3 separate regions of the Sus scrofa genome follow, and all the other regions are linked to region 2. The links are chromatin contacts, called in public Hi-C maps. All regions are on one chromosome and are shown on one strand. The core of a region is the stretch at or near the end of the contact, and the rest is flanking DNA. Distances in the headings are between cores, read along the strand shown. Region 1 overlaps LOC102160563 (a long non-coding RNA gene). Region 2 holds the start of SOX4 (transcription factor SOX-4). Region 3 has its middle 200 kb from the start of SOX4.

The links. A called contact is a pair of places that touch in the nucleus more often than the background predicts.
Region 1: a contact with region 2 is called in a Hi-C map of liver, with 8 times the contacts expected there. The contact joins the enhancer-like site here to the promoter of SOX4 in region 2. A contact is called at or near these places in 11 of 47 Hi-C or Micro-C datasets (alveolar macrophages, fetal skeletal muscle, fibroblasts and 7 more) and 1 of 2 datasets of contacts at active chromatin or transcription factors (skeletal muscle).
Region 3: a contact with region 2 is called in a Hi-C map of omental adipose tissue, with 2.4 times the contacts expected there. The contact joins the enhancer-like site here to the promoter of SOX4 in region 2. A contact is called at or near these places in 7 of 47 Hi-C or Micro-C datasets (alveolar macrophages, fetal skeletal muscle, mesenteric adipose tissue and 4 more) and 1 of 2 datasets of contacts at active chromatin or transcription factors (skeletal muscle).

What each region holds. Positions count from the first base shown.
Region 1 is chr7:16,662,925-16,666,719 of Sscrofa11.1, forward strand. The region is part of intron 1 of LOC102160563 (a long non-coding RNA gene); the gene reads left to right. Among named protein-coding and RNA genes, the nearest start is that of SOX4, 220 kb to the right of the region's middle. Within about 2 kb of position 1,982, at least 32 of the 83 cell types and tissues checked have an H3K27ac peak or open chromatin away from gene starts, as enhancers often do. A contact at or near this core is called in fetal skeletal muscle, liver, mesenteric adipose tissue and 2 more, where this site is marked.
Region 2 is chr7:16,885,083-16,888,652 of Sscrofa11.1, forward strand. It overlaps SOX4 (transcription factor SOX-4), which reads left to right and starts at 1,752. Exons shown (of 1, transcript XM_013977467.2): 1 at 1,752-3,570.
Region 3 is chr7:16,687,734-16,691,145 of Sscrofa11.1, forward strand. No RefSeq gene overlaps it. Among named protein-coding and RNA genes, the nearest start is that of SOX4, 200 kb to the right of the region's middle. Within about 2 kb of position 1,303, at least 21 of the 83 cell types and tissues checked have an H3K27ac peak or open chromatin away from gene starts, as enhancers often do. A contact at or near this core is called in fetal skeletal muscle, mesenteric adipose tissue, omental adipose tissue and 2 more, where this site is marked.

The sequences.
Region 1 (3,795 bases), core at 732-3,231, 220 kb before region 2:
GATTTTCATTATCTAACCTTGATTCACAGAAGGGGCTGGGGGCTCACTGGCACTGAACTTTCAGAGAGACACATAGCAGGAAGGGATGCTGGGCCTTCATCACCAGGGGTCCGCGGAGGGTGACATGCTTGGACCAGTTCTTACCCTTATTCACGTTAAGGCTCCTACTTTGAGTCTATGGGGCCTGACCCTGTGGCATTCACATCGTGTCTCAATACAGTTTTCCTTGAGCCCCCAGTTTGGGCGTGGGCTTTGCTTGACATCCACAAGGTCCTTAGAAAGAGATGAAATCCACACACATGGAAGCAGCCTGTGAGTTTTCTGAGGGCAGGGAAGGGGGAGGTTGGTTGGTGGTGGCTTCTGCGGCATTTGCTCAACACAGAAAGGGAATTTGGGGTGAAACACACAAGAGAACCGGAGTCGGGTTTTTTGTGTTTTTTGTTTTTTCCTTTTTGATTTATTTGTTTGGTTTTTGAGGATGGGTGTTTTTGCTGCTACAGGGAAATCTTCCTTGGGCTCTCTTGTCAATGGCATCTTTGTTTTCATGTTATACCACTTACAGGGCTACCTTTAGGCTCTGCTCTCTGGATTCCAGTCTTGATTTCCACTGAGAGAAAAACCTCACTCAATTTCATAGTACATTAGGGGGAAGAAGGGCTATGAGGGTGTGAGTGGGGTGGGCGGGGGCCTCACCTGCAGTGCAGGCCAGTGAGGCAGGAAATGACACCCTTCATCACTGCATTCTCGTCTACACTCGGTTCCATCCCGGTGGCCAGGCACCTTCATCATCGCTGCCGAGGCTGGACGGGCTTGTTACACCTCTCCATGCTTCCAGAGGGTTCTCCCTGAGCTCTCGACAGGATGATGAATGGTGCTTTGGGTCAACCCTAAAAGACTGAGGAGACAAATATACCTCATTCGTGGGAAAACAAGCCCCAGGACATACATTATCGAAGAAAAATGAGATGGCCAGTGAGCTGTTTGTTAGGTATGTATCAGCTTTCATCTTTATTGTAGGACTTTATTTGGTTTTTATGTGCATATGCATATGTATGTATATTTTTAAATATGCTTACGTATATAGTATATACACACACTTTATTAAAAACAAGCACTAGATACTAGAAGATTATTCAGGGATTGCTTTTCTTACATCCTTTTTCTTGTTACAAAAGGTAGAGAAGACTTGGATAAAAGTAAGTCTCAACAAAAAAGAAGCAAAAAATAATCTATATTTTAAAAATCACAAAAACAGGGAGTTCCCATTGTGGCTCAGTAGAAATGAATCCGACTAGTATCCATGAGGATGTGGGTTTGATCCTTGGCCTTGCTCAGTGTGTTCAGGATCTGGCCTTGCTGTGCCTGTGGTGTAGGCTGGCAGCTGCAGCTTCGCTTTGACCCCTAGCCTGGAAACTTCCACATGTCGGGTGGGGGTGAGGCCCTAAAAAGCAAAAAAAAAAAAAAAAAAAAATGCAAAAAAAAAATCACAAAAGCAAATCACTATTAACCATTTGGAATCTATCTTCCAGTTATTTTTTTGATGCACAGAGAAACATTTCTTTGCCGGCGCCCCCCAACCCCACCCTCACCCCGGTAGGATCGACTCCAGGATTCCTAGAGATAAAAGAGATGAAATAGTGAAACAGGAAGCAGCACAAACATGTCACAAGGTAAATCCTCACAACATGTTACTTGATCTGAGCCTGCTCACTCAGTGTCGCAGAGCCGTCCTGAAGAACCAGGGAAGAGCAGGTGTGAGGCCTGGAAAGTGTGCAGCATGCTCCCTGGGGGAGGCCATCAAGGGCAGCAAGGGAGCCAGCATTAGAGCCCAGGGCCTGGGCAGCCGCTTGGGTTCTCAGACAGGCTCTTTGCATACTTTTGCTGCAGAAAGTTGAACCAAGTTCAAGAAGTTGGTGACTCGGCTAATGGCCTGGAGAATGAGGAACTGGATGGGGTGAAGTGCTCCAGAGGAATGTCTGGCACAGAGTCCTTATTTCCAGAACTTTCCAGTGCTGGCAGGTGTGAGATTGTGCAGTCACGGCGATCCTTGCCAAGGGGATTGAGCGCGAACTGCCGAGCACGGAGGGGAAAGTCCCTTGGTGGGCCGTGTGTGCTGTTAAGGGCAAGTGACAGAAGAGGGTACAATAAACACCAGTTCCAAAAACACTTTGCAGTCCTTGGGACTTGGCCAGTCACAGAGGCAGAGCGTGTTGGCCAGATCTGACGTGTGTGGGGGGGGAGAAAAAGTGATGAGACAAAGCTTGTCTTTTTATAGTGTTCTGTTTGTACCAAGTGACTCATAGCACGAGGTGAAAATATTTGAAAAGACAAGGAAGGGGAAAAAACGTGCTGGTTGATATTCATGAAACTGAAGCTTTTGAGTATCATCTTTCCCCGTCTCTACCTAAAACGTGGTAGGCATCCCAGCCTTCTTTCAAGTCCAGCTAAGTTACACATGCACGAGGTTTTGTTGTAAGCTTTGACCTGAGGTAAAAATCTGCTTCCAAATACTTTTCAGTCCCTGTCTTTAAGAGAAGAAATGGATGGATGTAGCCATGGGTGCCCCAGCTATGGAAGGGGGAAGGAGCCCTGGGTCTGCAGAGAGTCAGGGTCTGAGGACAGAGGTCAGAGGTCAAAGGATGAGCCTGTGACTGAAACATGTACAGTTTGATTTTGAGTTCTAGGGTAAAAGCCTTTTCCCACTCTGCCTCCTTTCTCACCTCTCTTCATTCTGCTCGTTCCTGGCTTGATGACCGCATTATCTCAAGTGAAGTTGTGGTGGAAATCCTGTGAAATAAGTGACCTCAGACAAAATCCCCTCCTGGTCTGGCATTCTGTGGTCAGCAGAGGCAGTCAGGGGTAGTTATTAATTAACCTTTTAGTGCTGGCTGTGTCTGTTGGCCGCAAAACACACAAAGGCCTTGGTATAAAAACAGCAGCCACAAATCACAGCTCAATAATTTCCTGGGTTTATGTGAACAAATATTCAGAAAAATGGAAGGTACTGTGTATTCAATAGCCTTAAAAAAAGAAAAATCAGTCACAAAATTGCTATGGGTAGAAAGTCAGCTCTTTAGAGGGAATTCTAGGACTGGCTCTGGTGCCATTTACGAGGGCAAGTAGCTTTCCTTTTTCCCATACATAAAATGAGGAGGCTGAATTGAAAGATTGCTAGGGTTTCTCTTCTTCTCCTTCTTCAAAAAAAACTTATATGATTTCATGATTCGTCTGCCTCAGGCAGCAGTTTGGGATTACCAGATTGAGCAATATTTGGGACATATTTATTCTAAAAAATCATGCGTTGTTTATCTGAAATTCAGATTTAGCTGGGTGTTCTGTATTGTATCTGGCAACCCTACAAGAGTGAAATTTGTGTTGGGAGGACAGCAGCTGACCCTGGCTCTGCTCCCTTGCCTGGGCAGCAAGGCGGGACCAGTAGAAGGCGCCTGTGGGAACCGGTCCCCTCCCACCCCATCCCAGGCAGCAGAACAGGAGGAGGCTGCCCCGCTCAACTTTGCTCACATCAGGGTCACGGCAAACTCAATTCTCTCCAGATCTTTGTCGGCAGAACAGCTCGAATCTGTATTTAATTTGGCCACCTTTCCAATCAGCACTAAAAACAACAACAACTCAAACAACTCCTTTTCAGTACAAGGAGACAATTTCTTATCTTTCTCTTTGGAGTTAAGTTCTAGCACATAACCAAGGAAGCAGGTCCACTCAACAGAAAATCTTGGACATTGTATGCATTGGAACAAAATTCACTTTGTGAGGATGACGTACCATGCACCTTGG
Region 2 (3,570 bases), core at 502-3,001:
ATTTACCTGCCAGCTTCCTCCTCCCAAACATGAGACCCGAGGTCGAGTCACAAGGGGCGTTGGTGTGCCCATGCCTTGGGACCCGGGTGCCGCGACTCCACGATTCCCTCGCCTTTACAGCACGGGAGGCGGCACCGAGGCAGGCTGGCCTCTTCGAAATCCCTGGAGAAGGGACGCTTGAAGGTTTGGGTGCAACCAATTGTCAACCTCCCTTCGTCCTATACAGCCTTTTCCTCCCCCCGCCCGCCGCGCACACGCCCTGCTCTGCCCTCTTGATCGGGCAGCTGCCGGCTCAGTGGAACCGGGGAGGGAGTGCCCAGCCGGTGTACGAATGCCGCATGCCAGCCGGAGCGTGGGTTCCAGACGCACAGCGCGCACGGAACATTTAGGCGTCCAAAGCGAAGGCGCGGGGGAAGCCAGGGGGCCGAGTGGCTGTCAGTTCCGGTCAGGGACGGAACTGGGCACCATAGCCAGGGGCCCAGCTGGCCCTGTGGAGAGGGGAAATGTAGAAGCCGAGCACCCGGGAAACCACCCCCCGGCTAGAGGCGGCCAGTTGCAACTTCAAAGGAGGGCTAGGAGCTGGCGAGGGCGCGGGGGCGTGTGTGTGTGTGTGTGTGTGTGTGTGTGTGTTCAGCTTCTTCCCCGGTCGTAAACCTAAACGGAAGACGGGTGTTAAAGTACTGCTGACAGGATCGCCTGAAACATGTTTACAGTAGGAAAGACTTTCCTCCAAAAAGCACAGCCTGAGTCGATTCCAATTTATTTCCTCCCTGTAACCATAATCGCAAGGCCAGTCTCAGCCGGCGCGGCGGAACGCGGCTGAGCACCATTAATCCCCGCCGAATCCTCTCCGAGCTCAGGGCAGGAAGAGCGCCGAGCCTGCGCCACCGAGTCGCTGCGCTCGGTCAGGCGTCTGGCTGAGACCATCTTTCCAGGAGGAGGGGTATCCGTTGCCAGTCCTTAAGTAAAGCGCGCCTCCTTTGCAGCGGCTCTCGGAGAGAGACTTCTAACTACTTGCAGCTTCAGCAAGATACGGACACGGTAATTGATAACTGCCCGGTTCACTTACTAGACCCAAACCGGAGCTAGCCTTGGCGTCTCCAGTGTCTGGGAGCTTTGACAAGTGAACAGGAGGCCAAAACTGTTCGTTGCCCCAAACTCGATTTATGATTTAAAAAAAAATCATCAAGATTCATCGACACACTCTATAACCTCTGATCATTTAAACTGCTACCTAAACACGTTGGAAGAGTGTGGGATGATAAGGGTTCGGGAGAGGTGGAAGGGGGAGAAGAAAGAAGTCTGACAGTCTCCACGTTTTCCCACGTCTCCATGCGAGTGCAGGGAGGCTCAGCGCTGCCACCTGGCGGCGGCTTCTCCCCGGATTGGGAGCCGGCTGGTGGCAGAGCAAACCCAGGCTCCCAGTGGGTGTGCCCTGCTCCTGCCTCGCGAAATGGGGCAGACAGAAGCTTGTATTTATGCTTCAAATCTCCGTGGCCCAGTGGAAACACCCGTTTTCTTCTTGTTCTCATGAGGATACTGAAAGGAAAGGAAAAATGAGTTGGCGCTGGTATGAAGTGCATACATAAACCTACCAGGTGCCAGTCACTGATTAGGAAGGGGTAGAAAATGGTAAAAAGTTATTAGAAATGCAGGGTTTTTATCTTTCAGTTCATTCTAATAGTAAAAATCATTCATGGACTTCATTTTACCCCCAGACCCTATTTTGATATTTTGCAAATAAGAATTACTTCCATACATTAATTTTCAACATGCCCCCCAACCCAAAGGAAAGTCCAGTTCTAGTACAACTTCATCAGCCCCCCCAAAATGGAGTGCAAATTACGTTTGCCTACCGGATTGAGAAGAAAAGGAGCTTTGGATGGAGGGTTCTTTGCCATAAAGTATGGAACCAAAAAGCCTGAGGCCTTTTAGTTGGCAAAGGCCAAGGACATCAAATTTCTCAGGCTTCTTCCCTATCTACTAAAGTAACAAAGACAAGTATTTCTTTTCTCTTTATTTTCTTTGAACTGAATACTTGTTAGGTCAGAACAGCGCCTACAATCATAGTTTCTATAACCAAGGCCAGGCAAAATCTTGCAAATCAGTGCAAATCCAAGAGATCTGTTAAACTAATTTCCCTTCAGATTTTTTTTCCCCTCACTATGCTATAGGAATATATTAAGCAGTGGGATACAATCTTATTTCTATCTATACCCCATACCATTTTATGGATTGATATTTTATGTTGTACAGGTGTGCGGAGCAGAATAAAAGAACTAGCAGATATTATATTACATCTCAAATAGTTTCATTATTAGTTTAATAAATGAAACAAGATTAAAAATATTTACATTAATTCAAAATTTGGAATGTATAGCATCATTGCTAATAAAAACAATTACTCTATTATTCTAAAACAGGAATTTTTTTTTGCAAAATTATCTTGGTTTACTGTTAATGTGGCTTAAAGAGTAGCATTAAGAATTACTTCATGTACTGCAAAGCCAGCAGAGGGAACACTGAGTACTGATTTAGTAGGGGCCACCAAGTATCTGGTATTTGGGGAAAAAAAAATGTCAGTAATGGAAAATTGGTTACAAAGCATGTGAAGTTAGGTAGTGAGAACACAGAAATCTTTTCTCATTACTTGCTATTCAGAGGCCTAATACATTCCAGTGTGCACATACTCAGTTGGTGAGAAAAATGACTTTAGTAAAAGGCCATTTGTCACATGTTTTGTTACATTTTAAGAGGACTACTAACACATAAGAACAAACCTATTTCAGCAGTCTGTGCATTCATGTATACCCTAAAACTCTTATAAAGTCAATGGAAATTACTAACAATGTATTTCTTTAATTCTAAGAACTTTTTCATTTTTAACTTCTCAGATGTCTTACAACCATGGGGGTATCAGTGTCATTGGCAGTTGTTCTCTCTTAAGGACATATAACAATAGTATGTCTTGAAGACATTACTTAGATTTGTTGAAATATGGGAAATACAGCTAACAATATAAATAGGCCAGTGGCTATTTTTTTTTTTTAGTACACACTTTAAAAAGATCTGTGTGCTTTAAACATAAACAAAACTACTCTGCTTTAACTTCACTTTTCCCTGATAATATTCACTGCTAGAAACATAAACAGCTTGGGAAATATAATCAATTATATTGATACTCACCTTGACTGAATTATCACAAACTAGCTACACCCTCAAATCCTTAGTTGGTACAAGTCCCCAAATAAACATGGTGTTTATTCTTTTTTTTTATTCTTGTGGAAATATTGATTTTATAAATAATAGACCTCTTAGAGTAATTTTTATGTCAGACTGATAACATGTACGGGTGTGTTGTGGTATGCATACCAAAGAAAATGAAAAGCATGATAACACACCCAATTTTGTTATATGCAAAAGAAGTGCCTGCGGGTTTTTAATTTGTTTGTTTGTTTTTAAGATTTGTTTCTCCTTCTAAAAGAAAAAGCATATAACTTGGGTAACTACTGGTCAAAAATTATTTGCTTTTACCCACAAAAACATTCTTGCATGTGGTTAATCCTTAGA
Region 3 (3,412 bases), core at 53-2,552, 200 kb before region 2:
TTGCTCATGAGGATCTAAGTGAAAGGCCTTCTAGGTTTCTCTTTTGTCCTCTGAATCAACTGGGTGTCCTCAATCTCCACCACATCCTGTTAATTTCCTATAAAATCTCCATTCCTTATATACCAATGGCTTAAGGAAACATTCCCAATTCTTACCTCCTGAATAGGCTGGATCCTTCATGTGGTTGTTGACTGTTAACCCTTTTCTTCTAGTGCTTCCTTTTCCTTCTATTCACCTCCTCCCTCCCCCGCCCAGCACTTGACTTTTCAGATGGTCTCTTGCTCTCCAGGATGAGCCTCCCCTCACCTGTAGACGCTGCTTCACACTCCCAGCTGGGGGCCAGCCTTGCCCACTTCCAAGTAGAAGGTGGTTTTGAGGGTCACGGCCAAGGGTCACCTTCCTTACTGCAATTAGCAAGCCAGACAGATCTGATAGATCCTCCCTAACTATTCAGGCTGAGAATTTCATGCCCACGATGGCCAGGATGAGGAGAGCAGACCCCTTTACTGAGCACTATCTCTTTAAGGCTGAGTTCTACAAGGTTTCCACAGCAAAGGCTGCTCGGACAGGCCCTGAGGGAGTGAGGGGCAGTTCTCAGCAATCATGTGGTTTAGGCAGAGGCACGTCTACGAGTATTTTTACACTATTTTATAATACTAGACTGGGGCGGGGGGAGGGCATTGCACAATTTTCTTAGGCGTCTAGACTCCAGCTCAAAGCCTCATTCCCAAGAACCCTTTCATATTTATTCACCCTGAAATAAAAAGATTTTAATTTGAGCTGACAATCTCGACATTTCATTAGCATCAAAACCAAGTAAAATCAATGCATGTCACCAGGATTGTTTATTACAGGGAAGGACTCACAAAGTATATGTAACCAAAGAGTGGCAGATTTCATCCAACAGTTATAGAAAGAAGATGCCTTTCTTTGCAACTGATGTACTTGGTCCCATGGGGTCCACTGAAGCTGCTCTCCCTGGTGTTCTCTGAGGCATTATCTCAGCATCTCTTGTGACCCAGAGCCCTTGGTCCTCTGAGACATTCTGTCCCCTGCCCAGACTGGCAGTGAGACAAGCCATGTCTTTTTTTGACCAGAGGTTATGTCTACCAGCTCAGTACCTGGCTATAGTTTCTGCAGTGGCCCAGGGTGGGTTAGATCTGGGCAGGATCGAGGCAAGCCCCAGGAACCACTCCTAGCTAGTTAAAACATTATTTCCATGTGAGCTAATGCCATTCCTACTGCTTTTCATGGAAACAGCTCAGCATTATCTAGCAACATCTGGAATGACTCTCTGTCTTTTCCTTCGGAGTGCGAACACTGTCGGAGAGTTTTACTTCATATGACTGTTTGCCCTGCAAATGTGATTATTGTTGTGACTGCATTTATCCACGTGGACAAATGAGTTTGTTCACGTAAGAATCTTTGGGGCCGAGGCGAAACAAGGACCCTCTCAGAAACACAGGCTTTTTGCCACCCTTCATTCCTTCTAGCTCACAGCTATTTTTACAGCAGCTCTAGAGTCTGGCGTGTTGGGAACAGGCCAAATGTTTTGGGGTGTGTCTGTGTGGATTCAGCAATCTTTGGAGAAAAAGCAGCAGCAGAAAACAATTTTCCTTTCCTTGACTTCTAAGCACTTCGGTTCTTCTGCATCATGTATGTGAACGTTTTGCTAAGTTGTTTTATATTTAGGGGAGTAGACTGTATTTTAATATTCTCCGTAATCTTGTTTTTCATTTCCTCTGGAGCCTTTTATTCTACTGCCAAATCGCTGACCTGTCTAACCTTTGCTGCAAGGATAAACTCTGACCTTCATGGAAATTCCACCATCTCAGGAAAGGAAAACTTTAGCCCCAGCCAGGTCTAGAATCTTGCAATGAAAGGAAGCTGAAATGAGATTTTTATTGGAATAAGGCAATGCCAAATGGTTTACTCAAAACGAGCATTTTAAAGAGTTTCTTTGGTTAAAAAATTGTCTCCAGCATTCTTGTTTTAAAATATGTAGCTTCAGATGGTGCCTGGAATTAGACTGTTAAAAAAAATAGGAAAATAATAACAAACTCAATATTTTCTTATAGTGTACAGATCCTAAGTTCAAATCCTAAAATTATATAATAACGATTCTAGTTCTTATTGTCAGGAAGATGAAAAGCTACTTCATGAATGATTAGTCTTCCTCTTCTCTGTCTTCCCATTCCCCTTCCCAGTGGAAGGGCATTTTCTGTCCCTAAATATGTTGTGATGTTGCTTTTCCAGACATTTAATTCCATGGGCTGGGAAGGGCTCATTAAGACGGGCATGATTGGGTATTCTTTTTGTGGAGAGGGGAGCAGTATCAAGCCATATAGTTACACTAGGTGCCTAAGTGTTATTTGATTCCCAGAAAGAATTGAGTATTAGTCTAAGGTGAAAATAGAAATCTACGGTCATTGAATTCAGATCTGGGTACAGATATCTGCTCCTGGTTCAGGGACAATGGAACCGTGCCATGGAAAGAGGCGCATGGGACCATCTTTCCAAAGTCTGAGGGGCTGTAGAACATGGAGTAGAAATCACTGTTAAGTGGCTGAAAAATAAGGGTCAATAGGAGAGATGCTATTAACCCATACACCTTCTTGTTGGCATTTCACAAACCTTCTTCCCTCCATCAAAAGCAGGAGAAACAATGAAGCAAATGTCTGTATTGAGCACCTAGTATATGCTGTGAGGTATTTCAAGAGGGAAAGACGGAGTTCTTACCCTGCCACGTGGCCATGTGCAAGGGCTAAGCCACGGTCACAGATGCTCAGAGCCTGGCAAGGACACATCTCCCTTCCAACTGAGTAGTCCGTGATGTTTGTGCTCTAGGCTTTGTCATCATCGGGATGATCGCGGTCTCCTGAGGAGCTTGTTAAAAATGTAGATGACTTGCACTTCATCTCCCGAGATCATCCTGATTTAGGTAGGAAGTTACGGGTCCAGAAGTCTGCGTTTTCATCAGCACCCAGGGTTTCTGGATGCAACCAGTCAAAGCTGTGCTCATTTATACCAGGCTTCATTTATAAAAAACAATGTTAAGAGTGATGGGTCCCAGCTAAAAAGATTTGCTTAGAAACCATGCACTGAAAGATACCCTTGAGTATTAATGGTTATATGGTTGTGTGTGTGTGTGTGTGTGTGTGTATATATATATATATATAGTTATAGTTATACATATATATGCATGTATATGATATACATATATAATACATAATAATATGTAGTACTAACTATACTATTTATGCTTTATATACTAAATATATATATTTCGTTTTATGTACCTTATTTATATTTTAATTATATAAACATCATGTGTGCAATTAAGGTACACACAGACACAGATTTTATTTAAAGCTGGAAAATATTAATGCTCCTTAGTAAAGGGAATTATTTT